3 separate regions of the Rattus norvegicus genome follow, and regions 1 and 2 are each linked to region 3. A link is a contact called in public HiChIP or PLAC-seq data. All regions are on one chromosome and are shown on one strand. The core of a region is the stretch at or near the end of the contact, and the rest is flanking DNA. Distances in the headings are between cores, read along the strand shown.

Region 1 (3,877 bases), core at 956-3,455, 400 kb after region 3:
GTCCTGACACAACTGTCTACAGCATCTTCACACTGCATCTTCTCAGCAATTCTATGCCATAAATTCTATCACTGCCCCATCTTTTAAATTAGTAAACTGATACTTGAAAAGATTGTGTAACTTTTCCAAGGACATACAATTAAGTTTGGGATACGATGTAAAAGGGGAAGAGTCAAGAAATAAAAACTAAAGGTCTGATTTTGCTCTTTGCAGGTCTATCACTCAAGGGAAAAATATTTGCTTCCATTTTTCCTTAAAATAGAAGAGAAAGATAAAGACTAAATTGTATATATTGGACAAAAGAACTCTCTGATGTTGTGAAACATTTTGGTTCACAAATGTGAAACATGTATATAACCATATTCAGCTATAAAATCTCTTTGGTTGCAGGCTTACAAAAGGAAGGGAGGGATTTAATTGATCTGAGTGAAATAAAGATCATCAATATTGAATGGAAGATGACAGATGAAATGACTTTTCACAATCGCTTCCAGATTTTAAGATTGGTGTTTCATCAAATTTTAGAGGTCATGAATCCAGACACTACATTTACTCACTCAGGGCTCCCCCAAGTGCTCTAGAGTTCAAGTGAGTTCTGTCTAGGAAAGAAAAGATACGTGGATGTTTCTGTTTTACAGAAGAGGAAAAAGGAAGCAAGTTTTGCAACTGGCCAAATGCTACATTTCGTAGTAAACAGGTAGTAAAGCTGGACATGAAAGCCTAAGTTTTCTGTAACAAACATCTGCCCTCAGCAGATGTCCTTTGGGTGCGAAGAAATGAGCACCCAATCACATTTCCCAGTAATGTGTCTGCACAATATGAAATGAAGGCTTCACGGCCATGTGTCAGAATGAGTGCCTTCTTAAACCTGTGCTCTTTGATTAAAAAAAAATGTTGTATTTTCTTCTTACACACACTGAGCTTCTTTTAGACTTGGAAAATGAAGTGTTTTCAGTTTTCTTTGTACAATTTTAAAGAACTACTTTCTTCAAAGAAGCAGAGACTGTGTTTAGAAGGTAAAATCAAAAACAGCACTGAAGCCCCTTTCTGCATTTCGAGGAATATATCAAAGGCAGACAATTCAACATCTCTCTTTACTACGACTAGAAACAATGAGCAGATGCAGGTGACAGGAAGATCATGTAAGGGGTTATCTTGCGATGACATCTGAGATAGCATGAGAAATCTGCATATCATAATACCCACATCATACAATGCATTGATCTCATTCTGCCGCTTTACATGGGACGTCACTGAAAAGCATTAAATCAATATATTTAAGCAATTTGGTCCAAAATAACTAAAACATGGAAGATTCTTACAGGATTTATAGTATCATATCAACCCTCAATAAACAGTAATACTTCAATCCGGAGAAAGCATTAAAAAGGTTTCAGTGACCCTCGAAGCTTCCTAATGAAATACACCAAGAGCAGTCCTTGCCAGCAGAACGCTCATAGAGAGAAAACACAGAAATAGAAAGTCCAGAAAATTACAGACCACATTCAAGCTGATTCCCAAAGATGCAAAGCGTCCTAAACAGACGCAGCATTAGAGCACCAACCGCTAGATCCTCCTGTTTCACTCTTCTAATTTACAGCAGCTTTCACTGTATCGCTGTTCTGTCCCAAACAGGTTAAGACACTAACTCAATGTATTACAAAATAAAACCAAACATCTCTCTTTAAATGCAAAGAAACAAGTAACTCTAGATAAATGGCAAGATTTCTACAGTTTCAAAGTATTGCTTTTCACGTGGAGTATAAAAGAAAATGTCACCACACATTTTCATGCTATAAAAACGTAAAACAGAAGATTTCTGGATTCTTCTCTAAACATTTTGAAATTTCCCCAATATTATATTCTACACAAGTTACTGAGGAGTCCTAAATATATTAGCATTGTAAAGCACAAATAACTAGGCAGTTGACTTTTAATGTGGTTTATTAGTTTATAGTGGATTGCACCATCTACAATTAACCTCAGAAAATAACTCACATCCTTCCTAAAGATGTAAGTTTTTTGAGTGAATGGTAAAATGGGTGATATATTAGGGGTCTTAGAGGAGCAAGAAGAGATTCTGAATATAAACAAGCCATCATTCTGGTAAAAGGAAATACAAACAACTAGAATAAAAATAGTTGACGCACAAAAGCCATAATGAGGGGGTAGCTCGAAAAATAACTTCGACTTTGAATGGTTTGGATGAAATACAAATTATCCACAGAAAAGTGTGGACTGGCATAAATGTTTGTACAAAATCATAAGTGTATTTCAAGAAGTACGCAGAGGCACCAGCCTGCATGATGCACCAGCCTGCATGATGCACAGGGCCCGGAGATGCTCTAAGTGCCAGTGCAGAGCCCAAACCACTGCATCTTAATTACCAGGCAGCTCAGATATATTGCCTTTGATATGGAAATGTTCTTGTTCTCTCATCTTCACATATGGTCTCATGCACAGAAATCTTTATCTGATTCATAAAAAATAAACTAGAATCCAATCTCAACACCTGACCTCAGTGCTTAGAAGTTTTTTACTAAGCGTGGTGTCACTATAAAAAGAATGGCTAATATTGGTGCAAAGTTGGCTATTTTGAGCAATGATATGAAGGATTTGGGTTAAGAATTGAATCAATACTGCCTCTCTGAGATTTTAGGGTTTCCTGTTCCCTTTTTTAAGACTACCACAGATTTGAAGAAGAGCATCAGCATCCCGCTTTGGAGGTGAGAGCCTGGAAGAGAGTTAAATTATATTCCGTTTCTCTGTCCATGCTCGTCAGTTAATATTTTTATCCAAACTATGACAATCAGATACTATATACTTGAAAAGCTCCACCAAAACCATAATGCAAATTTTGAACTATTTCCAGTTTGACTAAATGTCTAAGAATAATTAGCTGAAAAGCCTTACCCTCTTCTATAGAAGAAGGAAAATAAAAACATCCTTCCTAAGAATGACTAATGAATATATAATGAGAGGAGTAAGAGCTCTGATGCCACGCACCAAAACAATTAATGTCCAGATAACAATTGAAAAACTTAATTGACAAGGCCATACTGTTCTTTAAAATGTGCTTGTGTCTAGTAAAAATTGCTTTCATATATTTCAAAACACTAGTTTTTTAAACTAGACTCTTTTCACATTGGGGACATAATCACAAGGAAATACAGAACCAGCTGAGGACATGAAATGCTACCGTTGTGCAGCACCTTATTTCTCGCTGTTGAAAGAAAAAACAGAGAACCATATTCTTAAGCAAGTTGCATTCCAGACCCCAGAACTGGTTCATTTCTTCTTCTAAAACAGCACTAAGCGTTTATTTTGTTCATGTTAGCATGTTTCTATAATACCTGCCATCATTAAACCCCATCTAGCCACATAACTCCATCAATGGGAAATGGCCTAGGTTAATTTTTAAAAAACATATACAGTAACATGACACATCTAACCTCATGACGGCAGATATTACACCCATCTGCAAATCGTCTCCCAGCATGTTATCTGTGTTTTATCATCTCTAGTACCTGTCTGTGCCTGATATGGTACTGATATTGTTTCTTAGACACATTTCTAGGGAATGTTCTGCTTGACTTCAAAAACATCAATTGATATATACACACACCCATCCCTAAACTATGTTTAAGCAAATAGTTCTCTTAAACCCAAACTACAATTTCATAAAATGCTGTTTTAAGTAGTAGATACATATACATGATATAAATATAGATGTGTGAGTTATATCACTAGTGGATTAAAATAACCAATATGAAAAGATAGAAAATGCTAAAAGCTTTAAAACCAACGTGTTACCTTATTCTCAAGAAATACCAATACTTCTAGTACCTATTGTATTAATTGAAAAAGAATTATATAA
Region 2 (3,761 bases), core at 275-2,774, 410 kb before region 3:
TATTAGTTTGGGTTGTTTTGAATACAGAATCTCATTCACTATATAGCCCTTTCATTCCCTATGTGGCCTTGAATTCCGAATGTAGACCAGGCTGGCCCGCAACCTGCTGCAATCTTCCTGCCTCTGCCTCCCAAGTACAGAAGTTGTAGGAATGCGGCCCTATGGCTAACTTACTCGTCCTGTCTTCGCCAAACCCTATAAACTCTGCGAGAGAAAGGTCTCAGAGCACAGTGTGCAGCACATTTACTGAATGAATGGTTAGACGGATACCTGGTACTACTTCCGCCTATGTAGGTAGCTGTGGCTTTGTGACTGAGTCAGAAATTACTTGAGCACTTAGGGAGCTCAAAGGCAAATGGAAATCTTGTGATAGTATGCAGATAATCCGAGGCTTGTACAATCCCCTTACTGTGCATTTATAAAGCACCTACTGAATTCTAGGCTCGTTCCAGGTCCTTCATATATAGTTACTCATTTCATACCATGACCAATGGTATGGAAAGCATGATCATTTGGGATTTAAAGATGAATAATATTGAGTATTGTACAAAAGGGTTAAATAGCTCCTGGCTAGCCAGAGTGCAGTCCGATACAGTAATAATTTAAAGATGAAGTTTTATCTGGTTCCAGAAAGAGAGAAGAGAAAGACCCTGAGGAAAGAGAGAAGGGCCATGAGGAAAGAAGGTAGAGAGACCATGTGGAAGACTATGAGACAGAGGGTCCAGGAGGAGTCCTGATGAGCAGGTCACCAAGGGATGATTTGCCATCAGTTGGCCACGAGAGAACACACATGAGGCAACACTTGGACCAAAGCAAGATGGCGAGAATCAAATGGAAGGTAAAGAACCGTGTGACTGGGAAATAGATAGCTTAGAGGGTTAGGATAGATGAAGATCTGTCCAGTCACAGTGCTTAAAGCTTGCTAATAAACTTAACAGATCTTTGTGTCAATTATTTGGGAGCTAGAACAGGTTCCTGTTCACATAAGGCTTCGTCTGTAAATTACTACTACAGTCAGGGCTCAGGGCCCAAATAGCACTTGTAATTTTAAGAGGAAGTAACGTTAGGGGAAGTAAAAGAGAAAAAGGCTGAAGGCATGCCCTGGCCAGGGAGGTCAGACTCCAGCACCGATTAAGATCTAATACCCAGGAAATCAGAAATAGGACCATTCACTGTAAGTCTTACATCCGATTCTTTCCGAGGAGACTTTCAACTCCAGGGGAAGAGTTTTCAGACCTCCCAGGTGTCACCCAAATAAGACATGGCACCAGAAGTTTAAGAGGTCTGGTTGAACTGTTTCCATTACAGTGCAACTCTGGAACACTCTGGAAACTCCGGCTTCAAGCAGGTGCACCCCAGAGTTGCTACTCTGTCTCCCCAAGGACACTTCCAAGAGATTTGCAGTTCCCATCTGTGGACAGTAGGTGGCAGTAGGTCGTGAGAAATGTGGGTTCTCCTGGGCCCTGGCTGTGGAGACCTAGCCTGCAGAAAAACGTGGCTGGGCTTGAGTTGCGCCTGGGAGCGCACCCCCCCCCCGGGGGGGGGGTGGCGAGAGCCGCACTGGCCAGGTCAGCGAGGACTTTGCTGGGTGGGGGCTCCGTTGGGTCCTGGCATCCCTGCAGCGTTGTAGTCATGGGGAGTTCCCAAAGAGGGCCCAACCCATCCTGCCTCCCCCATCAGACCTTGTGCCAGGCGTGGATTTCCCTTGCCTGGGGCTGACAACCTGTTTTTGTTGTTGTTTGGTGAAGGGAGAAGCACAAAAATTTACTTTATATTTTCGAAACTAAAGAATAAACTCTGGTTCAAGGGGACTTGGCTGCATCCACATAGCTCACGTCTGGCTGCACGGAGGTGAGGTGTGTATTTTTTCCCCCGTGGTACCAACGCCTGATGGGGTTCCCTGGTGGAGACACCTGTTTTAGCCAGACCTCTGGCCTGCACTTACTGCAAGGATCTCCTGGCGCTGCTGTCTTGGCATTAGCAGCAGCCAGCTTTGCACCACTTGGATTCAGCGTGTCCCAGCAGGGCAGTGGCTGAGAAGCTGCAAATTCTCTTCCCATTCCCTCAGGACCTGGCCTCTCGACTCCACCAGGACCTGGGCATTAGCCTGCTCAGGCTGGGTCTAGACCTCTGAATACTCTTCCAAACACCTGCATAAACCCTGCCATCCTCCCTTTTATCCCTTCCACATTGAAAGAGTCTCCCCCCACCTTTTTATTTTTTACGGGCAAACTCTTACAATTGCCCTAAGGCAAGTGGAGACTGAACATGGAGATCTCTGGGTGAATATCAGTGCCTGGCCTCAAACCCCTGGCTTGAGGCATCCTTCACCTCCCACCCTCTGCCTGCCGACAGACAACAGGGGTGTTACTGTTGCCGGGGCTCCTTGGGCAAGCCAGCCAAGGAAGCACAGACAGCCCCAGTGCCTCTTTCTCTCTCGCTCAGTGGGCAAATTAATTCACGCTATCTTTACATTCTGTATAATGCTGCATGATTTTATTTTGCTTCATTCCCGAAATCTTTTACAGTAATTAGTAGCCGAGTAAAATATAAAAATTAATGCAATATAACACTTTAATGGTAATAATACACCATCCTGTCTAATTAATAAAATCTGTTGTTTCCAAGCACGATTATTTATTTGACAAATTGATGGCACACATCCTGTTCATACCCCCTTTCCAGGCTCCCATCCTTTCAGTTTATTGAATAAAATTGTATCAGGAAAATAAACAGATTGTCTTCTGACCTGACAAGCAAGCGAGAAACAACCCCTCACTCATACAGCCCTAATTGTTCTCAACAATATTCACTAACATGCATCGAGAGGACGTGGAAATGAAGCCTGATTTCCTAGTTCCTGTATTTTTCCATTTAATTTAAATCTTTATAATTGTGCCTTCTGATTTTAGGGACTGGGGACCTCGCCTGTTGGAGGGGCTGAGCTTTATCACTGTGGGCTGTCATTCTGATAGCCTTAACAAGCGGGGATGGTTCCCACTCTGGAGAGAGATCAGAGTGGAGATCTGGGCTGCTGTGAGCCGTGGCAAAGCACATGGAAGTCACCTCTAATGCAACAGAAGAGGACCAGATCCCAGGACAGTCATATCGGAGGATTGTCATTAGGGGTTGAAAGGGACATGGAAGAAGGGGTTCAGGACAGGATGCTGAGGCTTGGGAATGCATGCAGGTAGGAGTGGAGTAGGGAACAAAGTCCAGTCCGAGCGTGTGCCACTGGGACGGAGTGCTGATCTAATTACAGACCCACTCCGTGCATGCTCCCTGTGTAAGACAGGACGTTTATATGCTAAGTGTGAAAACATGAAAGCCTCAAGCTATAAATAGAACCTCGGAGACGGAGACACATACACAGAGGAAGAGAAGGCAGAAAGAGGAAGTAAAAGTGAGATTCGCCACTCTCAGGTTAATTTCTAGCATTTTTCTCTGAAAGAAAAATGATGTGATGTGATCGGTGTTCAGAAAGAGCCCCCGTCACCAGCTTTTAAGCTACATTTTCTGCAAGAGAAAAGCCCTCAAGTGCACACAGGTGAGGACTCATCCCCTCTGGTGAAGTGGCTTCTATACCAGAGAGAGGTACACACAGAGACACAGAGTGCAGCCGGTGTGAGCATGACAGATGAACACGTGCCCTGTGGAGTCCACACCACGGAATCAACACAATCCTGCCCTGCCTGGAATGCCCAGGATGTTGTACTGGGCCACTATAGTAACAACGTCTTTCCCTGAGGTCAGTGCGAGAG
Region 3 (3,811 bases), core at 240-2,739:
TCAGTTTGATGAGCAGTTGCCTTACAGGGCTGCTTATAGCCCAGTTCCTTTTCTCCATGGGTCCTACCTAACATTCTAATCTACGTAAAAAAGGAAGGAGAATAAGAAGTAAAAAGTGCTTTTTGTTTTTCTAGCTTCCCTTGTAGGTCCTATTTCCTATTAATTACAAACTGCTATGCCAACCCACCCCCTTCACGTCACTGGGTGCCAACTGCAACTGCAGAGTAAACACAGCTTCTCTCCGAGAGAAATCAGCTCAACCCTTGACCGTCACAGTCATTGAGTTACCTTAGTTCTCACCTGCCTGGTGGCAAAAGTTAAAATTCATGCTGGTGCATATTTATTAAAATTAAAGAAAATTCACATAAAGAAAATGGATTGGTGGTCAATTGAACCACAAATGACAACTACAGATCCCTAGTCAAACTTCGATGGTAAGCTACCGTAAAGGCCTGCCGTTAATGGCTCTGTTCTGGGTTTGGGGTGTGGCAACATGAGAGGTCAGCAGAGGATTGGCTTCTGTCTTGGCTTTTGACACACAAGGGCTTTGCTCCAGGCCCTCTAGTGTTGCACTCTGCCAAAGGTAAGTAAAGAGTGTGTTAAGTAAAGTATAATAATGGAGCAAGGAAACACAATTTAAAAAACGCTAAGTAGAGGCTTTGAAAACTGAATCTTTAAGGTGTCTCCATGCTCATTGGCGCATAAGGGAGGAGACAGTGAGGCCTAGCTCATGCCCCAGCTGCCTGTGGTTTGGATTTCTCCATAAGGCCTCCTGTAGAAGTGCCCTCATGAGGGTTAATATTTCCCTACTAAGGCTGGAAATGAACCAGATTATTCTTACTCAGACACAAGATCCTAGGGAGGGTTGAGTTGGTTCCAGCCTGGACAGCTTCATCTTTTCCAGTAAAACTACCAGCAAAGCCATTATGTCTTAGAGACTGAATGCTTTGTGTCACCTGTGTATCTTTAAAGAGCCTACAAGAAGTTCTGTCACAGCATATTTCCTCGAAAGGAAAAAGCCAGCAGAGTTTGATATGGTTAAGCACAGCAGGGCAAATCTTGCTTCCTAAGTCTTTTCCTTCCCAGGGTTCTGTGCAATCCCTTCTCTCTCAGTCACAGTGGAAGAGAAAGGGGAAGCTCCCCTCTCCACTCTACTCACAGGTCTTTTGTCCTATCTTCCAGGCGAAATGCATGTGACTAATAGTGCTCCAGCATCCTTGAGGGCACAGCCTGCATGCTGCACCGGGCAGTTTGAGGTTAGATTTCAATTTTTCAGCTTCTCTCCTCTTCCCCAACCCGTTATTCGCTGTGAGTTTGGGCCTACTATTGACTGCACACCAGAAGCACAGCCTGACGAAGCTGTGAATTGCTATGAGCCTCCAGTGAGCCTTCCATGAACCTCTCGAAAAGGGCTCGCCATTGAGTTAGAACTGCCTCACTCAATGTCTTTTCATACAAACACACTGCTTCTCAGCAGCTCAGAGTAGCACATGACCACTAAGACCAACCTGAGTATCACATTCTGATCCTGCTCGCTAGCCAATTAGCAAATACAGGGAAAGTAATGCCTTACATTTACCATTCTAAAAAATCCAAAGTATGTCTGCCAATCAGTTACCGAGCTAGACCACCCATGGATAATTTTTTTTATTCTTCCACGTTAGAATAACATGGGAGGAAATTTTGTGTGTGCCGTCCTTTTCCTGCATTTTCCAGCTAGATTAAGCTGTTGTCTATGCAATTGCCTCCCAGCTGCCATGACTTATGAAAATAACAGACCCCGCTCTGTTGTCTGGAGAAAGCGGGATTGTTATGAGTAACTTTATTGCAGGCACATGAGTGTGTTAAGACTTTAAAACACGCTCAAATGTCATGTGCACACCCAATGACGGGCAAGAATAATGATGAAAAACAAGAGATCTATGTCTATGAAACCGCGTTGGACAAAATGGGCCATTCATTGTGTTCCCCTGGGAATGCCTGGACTCTGCAGTCAGAAAACAAAAAAGGCACTTTTTCCTGCCGTAGGCTGAATGCTTAGCTTTGCCATCTGAGCCGTAAGAAAACACGGGCCCCTCTGCTGCCGCTGCACCCACACACGCTAAAAAATATTAATGCCTCTCTTTCCTGACTTTTCCCTTTCCAGGCAATCCCCCTCTGTGTAGGCTGTAGCCAATATAATGTCAACACAAAGACAAAATAGTTTATCTTACAGAGGTCCCTAACAATTTCCCTCTTGTCCTCAGCTAATTGCCCTTCCCCCAACATTCAAAAGGAAAAGCAAATAAAAAGATAACCTTTACTCCAGTGGTGAGCTTAGGACTGGCACAAATTTTATACACAGCAATGTCCCTTGTGTTCTCTTGCCTGTGGCCTGTGTGAACACTCCACCACGTAAGCAAGCGGGATCTTTGCCTCTGCATCTCTGCCCCTCCCATAGGGAAGCTTCTGGGGGATTTCTGTTAAGTTTGCCAGCTTCTCAAGAGTACCCTCTTCTCCTCTCCACATCAACTGCAAGGCATCCTTCCTCCCAGTGAGTTTACATATATTATAAGATAGAAAGACAAATGAACCTGCAGATCATTTTAGGCCCAACACATCTTAATGTGCTTATTTTGCTGGAAGTTTAAAGCTTTTGTGCTTTATTGCAATTTTCAAGCATAGTCATTTTATATAAATAGACAAGGTACGTTATTCAGTGATTTTTCCTAGATGGATACACTTGCCCGTTGATGGTCCACTGTCGATGCTACAGTAATTTCCTTGGCAGCTGAATCAGCAGAAAGAATAAACAAATTTCCAAAAGAGTAAGCTTCTACCCAGGATCTTCAATCTTGAACCTTTCTAGTTTACTCCAGGAAAGAAATGGAGGAGTCTTTGCTCCACTGCAAGGTGTGCAGGAAGGGTGTTAGAGAGCAGCTGGAAGGCCATCAATCCCCCCTTCATCTTCCTTTCCAGAGCACAGCTCCTTGTTCTTGTATTCCCACCCAGCAACCACTGACAGTGCCTGTCAATAAACTGGGGGCCAACTGCAGGCTTCTTTGGCTGTTTCTAAGAGTTGAGCACAGCACACATATGCCAATCTTGTGACTAGAGGAGGTATTTGAAAACTCTTCAAGTTTCAACATGTGCCTTGTTTTCACATAGTGAGCAAATGGCTTGGAAATGCAACAGTTGAGGGAATGAGATATAAATTTTGTCTGACAATAAAATGTGGTAATCTTTTATTTAGCTAACCGGTGTTAAGATAGCAGGCGAGTCAAAAGACAGTTGATTGTGGGTGTGTGCATACACACCAGAGGACACAGGGTATATTTAGCCAGCCTACTGGTTGTTTTGACTGTGCTCTGAAAGCAGTTGATTTCATGGACTAAGCAGTTAAGTTTGAATCTATGACTGAATTAAGGGAGTCAGAAAGCACTTCAGAAACCATCTAGTCGCTTAGCATTGGGTCAGTTCACTTACTACTTAATTTAAGTCTGCTGGACCTAGAGACACTCATAGAAAAATCATTCAAACCAGAGTTAAAGCCAGAGCATCGGAGAAGTTGGTGGCATCAAATAAACCTGATGAGAGACATGTGTATCTCTGAATCGGAAGAGCTATGTGGTCATCAGCCTCCCTGCAGAAGGAGGAGATACCTCTCCAGGGGGAGGAAGCATACCAGGCCAAAGTCCAGACCTAGAACTCAGCTTCAATATTTCTCAGAAAAGGCCTGGGGCTAGGAGTGCCTGTAACCCTCTGCAGAGGGACCCAGCCACCAGAGCACCGAGAAAAGAAAGCCCTCACTGAGGCCCTCACTGAGGTCCAG

The links. HiChIP or PLAC-seq counts read pairs in DNA pulled down with a chosen protein or histone mark.
Region 1: a contact with region 3 is called in an H3K27ac HiChIP or PLAC-seq map of oligodendrocytes, with 7 times the contacts expected there. The contact joins two enhancer-like sites. A contact is called at or near these places in 2 of 12 Hi-C or Micro-C datasets (Schwann cells and liver) and 1 of 1 datasets of contacts at active chromatin or transcription factors (oligodendrocytes).
Region 2: an H3K27ac HiChIP or PLAC-seq map of oligodendrocytes shows a contact between it and region 3, with 13 times the contacts expected there. The contact joins two enhancer-like sites. A contact is called at or near these places in 1 of 12 Hi-C or Micro-C datasets (Schwann cells) and 1 of 1 datasets of contacts at active chromatin or transcription factors (oligodendrocytes).

The regions. Positions count from the first base shown.
Region 1 is chr1:179,697,621-179,701,497 of GRCr8, forward strand. It overlaps a transcript of Sox6 not described here. Among named protein-coding and RNA genes, the nearest start is that of Sox6, 34 kb to the left of the region's middle. Within about 2 kb of position 2,206, at least 2 of the 93 cell types and tissues checked have an H3K27ac peak or open chromatin away from gene starts, as enhancers often do.
Region 2 is chr1:178,889,662-178,893,422 of GRCr8, forward strand. No RefSeq gene overlaps it. Among named protein-coding and RNA genes, the nearest start is that of Insc, 460 kb to the left of the region's middle. Within about 2 kb of position 1,525, at least 56 of the 93 cell types and tissues checked have an H3K27ac peak or open chromatin away from gene starts, as enhancers often do.
Region 3 is chr1:179,301,377-179,305,187 of GRCr8, forward strand. All of the region lies in intron 7 of Sox6 (SRY-box transcription factor 6), which reads right to left. Among named protein-coding and RNA genes, the nearest start is that of Trnav-aac35, 87 kb to the right of the region's middle. Within about 2 kb of position 1,490, at least 16 of the 93 cell types and tissues checked have an H3K27ac peak or open chromatin away from gene starts, as enhancers often do.